Linked DNA regions of Dromaius novaehollandiae: region 2 is linked to region 1. The links are chromatin contacts, called in public Hi-C maps. All regions are on one chromosome and are shown on one strand. The core of a region is the stretch at or near the end of the contact, and the rest is flanking DNA. Distances in the headings are between cores, read along the strand shown. Region 1 has its middle 11 kb from the start of CTR9. Region 2 holds the start of AMPD3 (adenosine monophosphate deaminase 3).

Region 1 (6,757 bases), core at 1,364-3,863:
AATATTTTTATGATTCAGTTTAGTATGGTCTTTTAATGGCCATGGAGATAGTGTAGGTATACAGAAGAGAGGGAAAGAAAAGCAAACTGGAGCACAAATTTAGCAACAATGTGTCTGCAATCTTCTGCAAAACATTTCAAGGATTGGTCACTGGTAAGCACTGGAGAAAAGAAACTTTTAAGCAAAATGATTAAGTAGACCTAAAAATTTGAATGGAAGTCTTTGATTTCCCTCTGCAAAGTTTTATAACGGATGTAATAAAGCTCAAGTCTCATACAACTGAGAAACTTCCAAAATAGCCAGTCATGATCCTGACAAATGAATCATTTGGAGAAGCTGGCTTCCTGTTTTTTCAAATACATCTTAACTGTGTCTTAAAAGCACTTTTGTTATTGCCCTGCTATGCAGAACCTGCCAAGGGTTACTGAGAATAAATTGCACAAAAATCCTTTCTTTCATAAAGATTGTAAGTTTACCAAAATTTTTTTTCTGTCACTATCACAGTTTTGTACATGTAGAACTATAGTTGAGGCAGCTGGAGATGCATGGCTACTCAATTCTTTCGATTACTCTGATTTTCCAGGTTTGGGAGATTCCATCTTATCCTTTTTAATCTCCTCTGTGACCTGCATGGACCTGTTATTATAGCAAGGAAGGCTGAGATTTCTCTTTGGAGCTTTTATAGACTCTAGATAGGGTTGTTCCAGAGCTTCAAAGGCTCTGCTAAAGTTTCCTAAGCTCTTACCGCATGAGGTAGAAGAGACCTACTTTGAGCCCAAATATGTACTCTCTCCAAACTTATCTTGTCCTTTGCCATAAACCTAGAGATTCAGCCTAATATACTGATGAGAACATAAGAGAACAAGAACATTTTTCAGTTAAAGTTAATTTTCCTTCATTTGCAGGAAGAGTGTGCAGCCTCACAATTTTTCTGTGCCAGTAGTCAAGCAGTGTGAATATCAGCAGAGGGCAGTATTGAGGTATAAATAGGAAGTACTTCAAAAAAAAAGTTGGCATATGTTTTCAGTTTTCCTTTTTAAAGCTGCAGAATAATTTAGGATGAAAGGGATCTCTGGAGGTCACTTGTTCTGACCCCCTGCTCAGAGAGGGCCAAATTCGAAGTTAGATCCAACTAGCATGGTAATGTTTCTGAATTTTCAGTTATTCTATAACAGCTTGGGATCACGTTAATTTCCCCTCCAAACCACTGTTACATCCAGTTGTGAAACTGGATAGAAAGAATGCCCTATGCTGAAGTGTAGGTTCATAGTTATTTTAACTGATTAATAATAGGAAAATTATTTAGACATTTTTGTTTACAAAGTCAGAATATATATATATATATATTTTTAACAAGCTCTATTTTGTGTTCTTGTGAACTTTAATAATGAGACTAATTTTTTTCAGGTGCTTTCCTACATGTATCTTGTCTGTTACTTCTGCAAGGCAGGATTGATCAGCATGGTTATATCTATGCAATTTCTATTGAAATAATGTTTTGCCATTGTGGATTTTTTAATATGGGTTCTATAGAATAGAATGATCTTCTGTTTCCTATTCAATATAGTGATTTTTCTGATCCCTTGTTGGAGACTTCAAATAGACAGCAACAATGAGAATTTAAAAAAAAATGAATATTGCTTTCCCATTAAGAATGTTTTTCAAGATGTATTGAATTTGTGAACATAATCATTAAAATTTGATGTTTCTCCAAATCGCTAAGTTTTATTAAGGACAATTTGGTAGACTATTGAATTTTGTAGGATGCAGCATTTTTCTTCAGCTTATGCAGTTCTGCAGTGCTTTTTCAGGAGTATACTTGAGACAAAAGTGCAGGCATCTGAGCTGTGGAACAACTGCCTATTATAAAATACCAAATGTAATGCTATGCTAGGGAGTTTACTGATAGTCATGTCACATAGAGATTTCTGACATTTATTTAAACAATTATACAGATTGTTAGTTCATTTAGACTTAAAGACAAATGTTTTGCTAATACCTTCAGTCTGAGAAGCAATGCTCTTGCATCTCATAGCAATGTCTAGTTTTATGTCTTTTTCTGACAAACGAAGAGTTACAGTGTGTATTGGAAGGGGAGCTTGTTCCCCCCAGCACACACACACACTTCTCTTGGCTCTAGAAAAGTGAATAATAAGAAAATTATGTCACTCTTAAGAGTAACACTAATGTTTCTTTGCATACCCCTACTGAGGAAACTGGAACATGCTCATAAGGAGATTGCTTGGCATCTCAAAAACACTGGTTCCTCTTTTAACAGAACTGATCAGGTTTGAAAGCTGTTCAGCTAAAATTCTCAAGTCTCGCCTTGGTCTTCCCAAATTTTGGGTCAGGAACCATCATCAAACTGCCGAATCTGTTGTGAGCTACCAAGCATGTACTATCAAATTTTTAAATTTAAATAGGTTTTAAAGATGATACAATTACATGTACCCCAGCAGACTGCTGAATGTTGCCTGAATGATCTGCACCATAGTTTGGGAGCTGCTGGTGTAGGATACTGTGTGAATGTTCCTGATCTCACTGTAGTTGGTGAGTCATAGCTGCAGATCTGTCAGAACTGAGGATAGGGTCTGTCCTGTTGTGACTGCTGCTGTTAATGAGTGTGCACTGGAACAGCTGGCTGCATACAGCACAGCTGAACGGGGACCTGTGAAGCAGAATGGTACTAACATAATTAGTTCCATATTAGCAATAAAGAATTGCAGTGTTGGCTATATGTGAAAACATTACTTCCATATGGAAATAATATTAAGTTAGAACTTCTGATATATATTCTTCATAGAATGCTAGAACTTGGGGTGAATGGATAGATTACTGGGAAGAAACACTATGTAGCTTGCTTTGTTAATTGGAAGTATCATATTAAGGGATTTTTAAGAGGGTTTGGAGTTAGGATCAGCTAAGCTAGTATGGAAGCCTGTGTAAGACTGCAAATGAGCCAGAACGTAAACATTGTTTTTAATAACCCTGGGAGAGGTGGTGTGTTTAATCACAGAGGATCTCCTATTCCTGTGACTTGTAGGGGATTTACCAAAGTATTAGGTTATCTGCTGTGCTAAAGTTAATTTTTGGGTTGGGAGGAATGGGTAATAGTTATTGTAGACTAGAGAGGCCCCACTTTAACAGAATAATACTGTTTGCAATGCTTTTCAGCCTGCTGTAGGAAAGGTTTCAAGAGGTGAAAACTAGATTACCTTTTATAAGCAAAGAATGAACTCTTCTGGGTGTTTTCACACTGGTATTGAGTACCTGTTGGTCTGTAATCCGATTTCAAAATTCTTATGAGATTAATAACCTCTTTATTATGAGGAATTAACTTATACTGGGGTTAAGAGATGAATCCTCTGGCTTTGTAATACTCACTACATTACGCATGTGTTATTTTTTTTAACATAAGCTTTGCTGAATTGAGAGGCCCAACAATATGCTTGGTTTTTGTTACTTAAAGTGATAAATGTCATCTAGCAGTTTTGAATTTTCATTTTTAAATTTGGTAAATAAATCAGAATAGCAAGGCAGCGTTCATTTGTAGGGTGCTGAGAAATAAACATGTAGTTCATGTCAGGCATAAATGCTGTTTTTGTGATGGAGCTTTTGAAAAACAGATCTTCTTAGATGCCTAACTACTTCTTTAGCATACGCAGCGGAGTTTAGTCAAATCCGCGGTTTAGATTGCTGGCAGTGATCCAAACAAATTAGTTTAAACTAGCTCAGGCAAATGGGCCACATGAGCCACATTCATTCTGAGCGTTGCTGTGTATACATTCCCACAACAGAAAATACGATTTCGTGTGGAATTCAGTAAAAACTGGAAAGTGCTGCTGGGGCCTTGGGTGAATGCAGACTAGGCCAGTACTGCTCTGCTATCAGCACCCAGCATACCTTGGGTATGGTGTGTCTTTTGGCTGTGATCAGAACTTTGGCAGGGTTTATATGATGTTTTATAAATGTAGCTATGCTGCTTCAAGGCCTGCACAGCTTGCGTGGGCCCAGCTTGTATATCTGCACTGTTTTTCCCCACTACCTTCTGTTCCTGGAGCTGCACAGGACTGCTCTTTGTGCCACTGTTACAGTATCTCCTTACTGTAAAAGCTGGAGGCAAATCCAGACAAGTAGATGATATACTTCAGTCACTGACAAGGAACTGTCTCACCTGATGAATGGGAATATTTATTATGTAAGAACAATATAAAATGAGAACATGGACTCAAATTACTCTGTTTAAAAATATATTTTTTTAAAAATTCTGAGATAAATTCCTTAATTTTCAAGTGCTGAAAATCCATTTTTTGTCAATTAAACCTTTATGGTTTAGAAATGCAGATGCTTTCTATTTGCTTTTAATAATAAATATTTTTATATCAAATATGCAGATCAGCAATACCAGCTGTAATCATGCAGGAAGTCAATAAATATCTGTAAGGCATTTGGGTACTGTGACAACTGAGCATGATGGAAGAGGACGGGACGAATGAAAGAAGTAAAGTACTCCTGTAGTCGATTTTAAATGGCATATGATCTGGAAGACTTGAGGCCATGCAAGGTATAAAAAAGGGAAAAAGTTCTGAACAACTGCTTATGACATAAATACCGTCTAGTCTGAGTACTGACAGGGACCACTGAGTCCTGACTGAGACTGTAATACCTGTATTTTAAGCAACACAAACTCACAAGTTTGCTGTCCCAACAGTCTTAATGTGGGCAGGGGCACTACTGTAAGCTTGCATCTCTCATGCAGTAAACATAGCTCAAAAGGGAGATTAGGGACAAAGACGAGGGATTGACTGAACCTTAATAATGTGGAAGTTATGAATGGCCTTTGTTTAAATTGTCACTCTAACTCACAAGGTACAGTGGTGAATATCATAGTAAACAATAGCACATTTAGCTCTCTTGCTGACAATCCTTCTTGCAGTGAATGTTTGGAGTACTTGGCGGAAAGGAATGCAAGGTCAGGCATTGTAGCATCCAATAGCAGGAAAGGGCTGAGATACTTATGTGGAATTACGTGGGAAATGAGCTGAATTATACCTGTTAGACTGCAAACGGAGCGTATCTCTAGTGCTTTCAGAGGTAGGTACTAAATCTACAAAAAATAAGCTATTATTTTAGTTATGACCTAGTGAGATCAAAGTTATTCTAACTGACTAGAGACAAGCACGTAACATACTACAGTACCTCTGTGTAACATCCTATTTTTTGGTGTTCCCTCCACCCCAAATCAGGACCCTAACATGTTGCCCTCATGACTGTCAAGCAGTATTGTACTTGCTTAGTCAGATTCCACTGGTGTGCTCATATGAAGAATTATTGAATATTATTGCCTGGTTTTACGTGACAAGCTTTACTTCAGCTTCAAAGCAGAGACAGTTGTGTGATGTTCTTTCTGTTATCTTAATACTGTACAGTTTAGTTGCAACAAGAGTTGCATGTTGCATCCTCATGGAACGTGAGGATGACCAGTTGTACTCTGGCTTAGTTTATATTGTTATATTCTGTTACTATACTAATGGGATGAGTGAACGGAATAGGATATTGTTTATTTTTTTACTTTCCTCTGTAGGGCTGTGGTTTGTGACACTTCTGTGTGAAATAATCCGTATGTTTCTCTAGCAGTTTTCAAGGAAGACTTGAGCTCTTTATGCAGAAAAAGATGACATCCAAGGTGTTGCTTTTGTTTTGACAACTTGAATTTTGTTCCAAAACACTTGTTTTAAAGCAGATCGGTGGGATTTACCTTCAAGGATGTTTAAGTGCTTTTTGCGTTGTTCAACAGCATGGAGTGAATTTAAAAGGTTCATAATAAATTTGGGGAAAGGAAGGATTTAAAAAAAAGGGGGGGGGGAAATGTTCTTATAAACATTTGTATGTGCATGTATAAACATATATTTCTTGAGTTCCTGGAATTGGAAGCAATAATATCTAGTAAGTTTTCCCAAATCTGTATAATTAATTATCTAAAATAAACTTTCTAAAAGGAAACGGACTACATCAGCTGTATTTCTTAAGAAAAGCTTTTGTGTAGGTGATCTACCTCTGATATATCTGGAAACAAATGGAAAAATCCCTGCCAGTTTTATTTTGGGAAGACTGTCACTGGTAATGACAGATTATATGTAGATCCTTTTACTAGTGAAATATGGGTAGAGCAACCACATAAAGCGGAAGGAAGGAAGTCTTTTGCCCTTTTTTCCCACTCTTTGGCATTTGCCAATCTAACTATAATCTTGTGTAACTTTTTTTTTTTGAAGAAATAAGATATTTTCCTGACTGTATTTCCAGAAGTGAGCAGGTATTTGGTTCTGTACAGTGCCTACACTAATGGGATTATCTTGATTAGGGTTTGTAAATGCTGCTATATTCTATATGAATAAAGTTCTTAACGAATAACTCAACTCACAAATACTTAATGACATTTTTTGCAACACTGCAAGTAGGAATGGAGGTTTAGCACTGAACAGATGGTACATAACTGAGAAGTAATCCAGTTATTATTTAAGTAATCTATTTTTAAAGTCGTATTCTCTTTCTTATTCCTGAGCTATGGTAAAATTCTGTAGTAGAATTTCTGCATAGTTCGTGAGCAACTGGAACAGTGGGCAATGATCGCCTTGTTCTCTGGCAGTAAGCTTTTGATAGCTGAATCAATTGGGAAGTTTTGGGGGCATTTTCTCATGTCTACGTTTGAAGACTCAGAGGACACCAATTCGAAGAAGAATGCTGTATCTTGATTTGG
Region 2 (6,757 bases), core at 1,432-3,931, 180 kb after region 1:
ATTTGGTTTTTTTCCTCCTAACAGAAATATGGTTTCTAAGGTTCCAGTTCAGTTGGAAGTATAAAACACCTAAAAGTTAAGAAATAAATGGATCATCCTGTGGTAACAATGAATAAAAGGTAGACCTAACAGATGAGGCTTCCACTGTTGAATAATTCTCAGCTGGCTTGAAAAAGTGGCAGGTGTTCAAACATAAGTAGAAGATGGTCTTCTGGATGGCTTTGGAGAACATAACGAAGGCAAGGGTTTAATGTTTGGGTTTTTTGTTTTATATTTTAAATTTCTATTTAAGTAGCCATTCATCACAAAATATTTCCATTTTATTATAGCAGCACTACTGAAAATATCATCATTAGTGCTTCTTTGATAGTTTCATTGCTTTATTCAAATCCCATTCTCACACGCAATCTAAAATCTGAAACTTGACACGTATATATGGTAGCATTCTGGAGGGGAAAGAGATACAGTGCGTGCAAATTACTTCTCAGCATTATTTATTATGTACTATAAAGCCCTCTTAAATGCCTTCAGTATGACGGTGTGTGTAACAAATAAGATTCAATTCTTATTAACATAAGTTAAAAATAGAGCTGAACATGTCACAACAAATGGATCCAAACATTGCCAGAATGTGGAGATGTTTGGGTCTAAAACCAGCATTTCAGAATCCTTTTTAGTTTCAAAAAATACAAACATATTTGGTAAGATGGTATATCTTTAAATAACTTGATGTATGCTGAAAATCAGCATGGGTCATGACAGCTTTTAACCACTCTTAAGGCATAGCTTACCAGTGCCCCATCACAGTATCTCTGTGGGCATGCTGCAAGTTTCACATGTTGATATGCGATCCTTTTGATATGTGATCCTGTTGATTTCAGCCTAAAAGATTCTAATTAATGTCCACCTGTTTTCACAGTTGCTTTAAGAACACTTCTGCTTTTATTCTAAACACAACTATACTATTAAAAAGTGATGAGAGAAATATGGCAACTTAGCTATCACCTACATTATTTTGTGTTCTTATTTTGTGACCAACCCAAAGCCCAGTAGAAAAATTCCACTGACTTCAATGAACCGTGGATCTGACCCCATGCAGTTCTTCTGCTTGCAGAGTATTTGTTTTGCAATTAATATTAATTCTTCATAAAATGAAGTATAACCACACAACAAACATATACAGATACATACATGCTTACCTGAATGACTCAATGACAATGCACTCTGATGCCTTAGAAGCATGCAAACTTAGAGTCAGTTTCTCAATTTCAAAGCTCAATGAAGTCATGGGAGTCTTTCCACTGACCTCAATGAACAGTTGTCAGCAACACTAACTGACACACGTAGAGCTGCCAGCCACAAGGACCTCTTTGGCCTCTTTAGCTGGTGGCAAAACAGCTTTTAGAGTTAGTAATTCAACTACATTAAGAGTGCTTGCAATCTGAGTAAGATGTGGATAATAATGTTTCTTCTACTGCTAAATCAGCAATGAAATTTTTTTCAGTACCGGCTGACTGAGAGTCAGGTTGAGCTTATCATTGGCTGAGCACTTTCCCAGGTTCAATTTAGGTTTAATAAACCTAAAGTGGTTGTGAGACACTCCATGTAATACTCATGCAAGCTGTACCATCCCACATGGGAAAGGGATGAGGATCTTATCCCCCTATAGAAAGTGTGGTCCTTTACTCCCTCCAGGATGAGAGTGACTAGAGATGGGAAGCGGGGTTTTAATACCATACAGCAAATCCAGCCTTTTCCTAAATCTCTCTCTCAGAGAAAGGCTCCTTGGTCCTTCACCCTTGGCAGAAGGAAAGGGTGCTATCGCTCTTTAAACACGCTGCAGGAAAAATGGTGGGACGATCATCTCAGAAGCAGTTATCGATCAGGAACCTAACGGGCTTGAATATTTAATGAGCACACGCCGCTGAAAAGCGCCGCCGCCCCGCGGGCTCTCGGTGCCGTCCCGGGCGGGCGCGCAGAGCCGGGCGGGCGCGGCAGCCCCGCGGCGGCCGCCAAGGTCACGGCCCCCTCGCCTGCCCGCCGCCGCGCTCCCCCCGGCCCGGCACTTACCCAGCGCCGCGGGGAGAGCCATGCTGCGGCTGCGGGGCCGCCCGCGGCAGCCGGCAAGAGGGAGGAGCCGCTCCCCGCTGCCGCATCCGCCCGCGGGCCGCCGCAGTGCCGCCCGCCGCCCTGGCCCCGGCCCTTTATGGCCCCCGGCCGGGCGGCCAGCTGCCGGCTGGGCGGCAGCATCCCGGCCCGCGGCCGCGGCGGAAGGAGGGCGGGCGCCGCGGGGAGGGGGCGGCTGCCAGGGAGCTGGGCGCCCCCCGCCCCAGCCCCGGCCCCGGCCCCGGCGGCGCCGCCGCCCCGCCCCGCCCCGCGCCGCCTGCGGGCGCGGCCGCGAGCCCAGCGGCGGTTGGCGCGCGGCGCGCTGTGGCGCGAGGAGCCGTTAACGGTCGCCCGGGGGGGAGGGGGGCGCGCGCCCCGTGCGTACCTCAGTCAGGAGCCCCCGCCCGGGGCCGAGCGGGGAGGGTTGGGCTTGTTGCTCCCGAGACGAGGGAGGCGGCCCCGGTTTCAGGCACTGCCCGGCGGCACCTCGTCCCCGCGGCTGTACCTGCGGCCACGGGAGCGGGCCGGGGCGAGGCGAGGCGCGGCGCCTCCCGCCGCGGCGGGGGGGGCGCGGCTCTGCCGCCTGTGTGGGAGCCGGGAGGATCCGGGCGAAACCGCCTTCCCCCGCGCCGCGGCAGCCCGCTTCCCTCCGGAGGCTTCAAGACAAAAGTCCCGCTGTCACATGGCTCCTCGCAGGCGTGGGAGGGCGCTAACCTGGGCGGGCCGCCCGCCCCGGCCCACGGCCGCCGCGGCAGCCCGGTGTGGGCCACCTTCGCAAGCGCTTGTTTGAAAGCTCCTCCTCAGGAAGCGCTTTAATACAGAAAACTTTCGCTCGAGACCAAAACGCCTTCAGGTCGATGCAAAGGTGACACCTGATAAGTAAGTGTGCTGACAACGTATCCCTATCGAAAGTAGTTTCAGCCATGTTTGTCCTTCAGCATAAAGACTGGATTCAGGTGCTGGCGCAGGTCAAAAAGCAATCATAAAAATAAACTTACCAAGTAAAGATCCCAATGCAAATAACTGCTAAGAATCTAACACAATTCCAGGATATACGAACACCCACGTTTACTGTGTGTTCTAGATGGTCCCATGTCTGAGGCAAACTTCTTCGCTAGGACAAAGAAATTACTTCTAAAGGACAACGCTGAAGGTCAAAACAAGCATGACTCAGCAGGAATGAGGTCCTTAACATGTACAATAATTTGACCTTAGCTTGAGAGATTTCAGGCCCTGAATCTGAAAGGTTTAGGGATCTTTATGGTATGTTTGGGTCACAATACCTGGAGTCTAATCCAAAGATCCAAGGCATTTAATCCTAAGGCATTTAAACACAAAAGGATGTTTAGGGTACAGGGAAGCACTGGGAATGTAGCAACTGAAGAACCAGGGCCCTTGTGTAAAACGACAAAGAGAGTAAAAATGTATCTCCGAAAACATCAGAGGGATTGGATATTCCTGTGGCCAGGGCAGTCCCCTATATGTACTCGCAACTTTGTAAATGAAGAAATGCTCCCTTCATAAATCTCAAGTTTTTTTCAGACTCAGGAATTCCTTTGCATCACACAGTTGGTGAAGAAATGGAAATAAAAAGAAATTAGATAACTGTACAAAGTCTGAGCTGGGAAGAAGACCAGCTGTTTTGACTAATATCAGATGGACACCTTAATGTACTACGGGACTCATGAAAGAATAAGAAAAAAAGCTAAGAATTAGGGACACAGCTATTGTATAAGACATAGACCTGCCAACACCAAGCATTTGAACATGAATCAGCCATATAGAATCATAAGACTGACTTTAAAGTAATGATACTAAAAAAGTAGGCTTTTGTTCTTCTCTTAGTTTGGAATAAAAGGCCGTGTATGTGTGTTTCTCCCACAGTAACTCTGCATGCCTTCATCAGCTGCTGTCAGGCTACACCCAGACAAACCATCTGCCACCCAGGAAACTACATACTGTAAGTGTCTGTAAGTCTGACTCATGTTTGCCCTGCCCACATGATATATGAGGAAAGGACACCTGTTGTTCCTGGACATTCAGTACCCTCATTGATTGCTGACATGTTTGTCCTGCTTCTTTTCTCGCGTTCCCCTAGTCCTTCTCCCAGTCGCCTCCCTGAACTTGCCCAGACTTGCTGGCTTCCCATCCCAGAGCTTGCCTTACAGCATGGGTTCTTTGCCGGCCCTCTAATCGTAACTGTGCCCTGCGTGTTGGACTCGGGAGTCCCGTGGCTTCTTGGAGTCTTGGTCTCAGCTTGGCGAATGGGTCTTGCCTCCACACTTCATTCGTCTGGGTTCTAACCTCTGGCCACAAGAGCTTGTGATAGCTCCCCCTCATGCTTTTGCTGGCTTTCCACCAACCATGACAAAAGGGTAAGAGTCTCAAAGATAACTGAGCTTCTACAATTTTCTTTCATGGAAACAGGAAGCTCTGTATGCCCCAAGTGAAAAAAAGGCTGCAGTCTAAACACCTGAGGATTCACGTGGAAGGGAGACCTTAAAAATGCCTTAACAAAGTAAAAGCTTCTATTAGCAATGAGATGCAAATCCCTGAAAACCTAGGCCACTTTTTCTACATGCTCATGGAACTATTTAAATGAGCTTTCCTTTTGTACCAAGCCAAAGTGCTGGAAAGGTTTAAAGGCAAGCTGAGATCATAGCCTAGTAAGCACAACTATAGCAACTTGAGCATTAAGAAAAAGCACTATTGCAAAATAGTGCATGGATTGTAGGAATGGGATCATGATAATAAATTGACAAGATGATGCTCCAAGACCTCTCACATTTTGCAAAAGCAATTAATATGATCAGTAGTTATACAAACTGTGTTCAGAACATATATTGGACTAGAGGGTATGTCTAGCTTTATGTCCTATCTCTGCCCTCATAATAAGCAGTTCACATATATCTTTGAAAAGTGGAAACAAGACTTTTAAGCTGACAACTATGAAACAGTGTCTTTGCAACAATAAATGCTATTGAACAAAGATTACCCCACTGATGTCAGGCAGCACCCTGTTAAACACTTACTATCCGGCCCATAAAGGAGTCTTTTTGCCAACCCAGTTAGTGATTAGCTAATGCTTTGATACATCTTATTGCATCTCCAGAGTGATTTTAAATATTCTGATTCCTGTCATAAAATGTAAATACTTTCTGAAAACATCTAGCTTTTTTGGTTCACTGCTTTTGTGTAGCAATAGCTCCCACAGGTAAGTTTAGCAATGTGTAAGAAGTTATTTCTTTTTATGTTTTAAATTTTACTATACAAAAAGGTATCCCCACCTTTTACAACACAATTACAGCTAGTTACATTTCTTTATATTGTTTAAATGCTGTATTTCTACTATGCCTTCAATCTGCTTTAAGCCCTACTTTAGAGATTAATCATTTGGTGACAGTAGTAAACTCACGTTAATTTCCAGTATAGATGATATTTGGACTACGCCTTCACAGTCAGTCTGGCATTGGGACAAAAAGAAATTCAGTAAAAGTTTTAAAGATTTGCTGGCATGTCAACATCCAATGAAAAATGGAATAAAATAAAGAAAATCCTAATTATACATTTTGTATTATTAATACTTATTTTTAGAAACAGAAAAATATTATCTAGAAGATGACTAAAGCTAGAATGCACATTCATGAAAATTAGGAAAAATTTCCTCATTATCACTTCAAATTGTTTCGGTTGTTATAAACATACTGCTTTCATTCCAACTGCATTAAAAGCTAATGGATTTTAAATTTTTGATAGATTCCTATTATGACTGTGATATTCCTAACAACAAAACAACTAATGGATCGAATGAAATATTTCTGTCTATAGTGGATGCATTAGTGATATCCAAGCAATAGTAGACCTATTACGTGCTTTTCTGATCTTTAATCAGTGCGGTTAATGGTATGCTTGGCACGATTACATTTACCTACTGAAGAGTAACTGATATTCCAACACCAAAAGCATGACTAAAAGCAGTAGTTTCCAAAAGCTAGAGGGGAGGTTTGTGCTAAATGTGAAATGTGATTGAACTGCATTATCAAATACTCTCTACTGTGAGGGAAGAGTGATCAACATTTTAAACAAAACAATAGATGAAAATCATAGTGACTCAAAAAAGGGAGAAGATGAACCCACTGAGTGATTGAGATGATACAAAGCAAATCATGTGTGTGTTTTACAAAGCCAGTGAATCAAAAGGCATTATGTTTCTTATCCATTGCTTTTGAAAGAAGAAGAAGAAGGATATTGTAGGAAATTAATGGGATATATGAGTATTCAGTCCTATATTTGAATTGGACTTAACTAAGAACTCCGAATACAGATGACTGGATCTTTCTCTATTGAGTTAAGCTAGATTACCACATCCAAAAGTTTGGTTCCTACTCTAAATATAAGCAGCAAATTCTCTATCTTCTGGAGACTGCTCAGAGGCATTCTAGAAAGTATTCTAGAGAGGCAACAAAGAGGAGAAAAGTTTATCAGGCCAATGTTTGATAAATCCTATTTTGAATGGCAGTGGTGTTAGGAGGATGTACATACAGGATACAAATAGGTATATGTAAAATATGGCTATGATAAAGGTAAGCATTTGAAAAACATTTAGGTAACTTCAGTCTTTTGAAAATGACTTGCACTGATATTAGATCTT

The links. Hi-C and Micro-C count contacts between places; a contact is called where the count stands out from the background.
Region 2: a Hi-C map of liver shows a contact between it and region 1, with 4 times the contacts expected there. The contact joins the promoter of AMPD3 here to the enhancer-like site in region 1. A contact is called at or near these places in 2 of 4 Hi-C or Micro-C datasets (brain and liver).

Annotation. Positions count from the first base shown.
Region 1 is chr5:60,961,273-60,968,029 of bDroNov1.hap1, forward strand. No RefSeq gene overlaps it. Among named protein-coding and RNA genes, the nearest start is that of CTR9, 11 kb to the left of the region's middle. Within about 2 kb of position 2,614, at least 2 of the 2 cell types and tissues checked have open chromatin away from gene starts, as enhancers often do.
Region 2 is chr5:61,139,516-61,146,272 of bDroNov1.hap1, forward strand. It overlaps AMPD3 (adenosine monophosphate deaminase 3), which reads right to left and starts at 2,682. Exons shown (of 15, transcript XM_064513015.1): 1 at 2,492-2,682. It overlaps LOC135328513 (a long non-coding RNA gene), which reads left to right and starts at 2,819. Exons shown (of 3, transcript XR_010389486.1): 1 at 2,819-2,985; 2 at 3,991-4,066.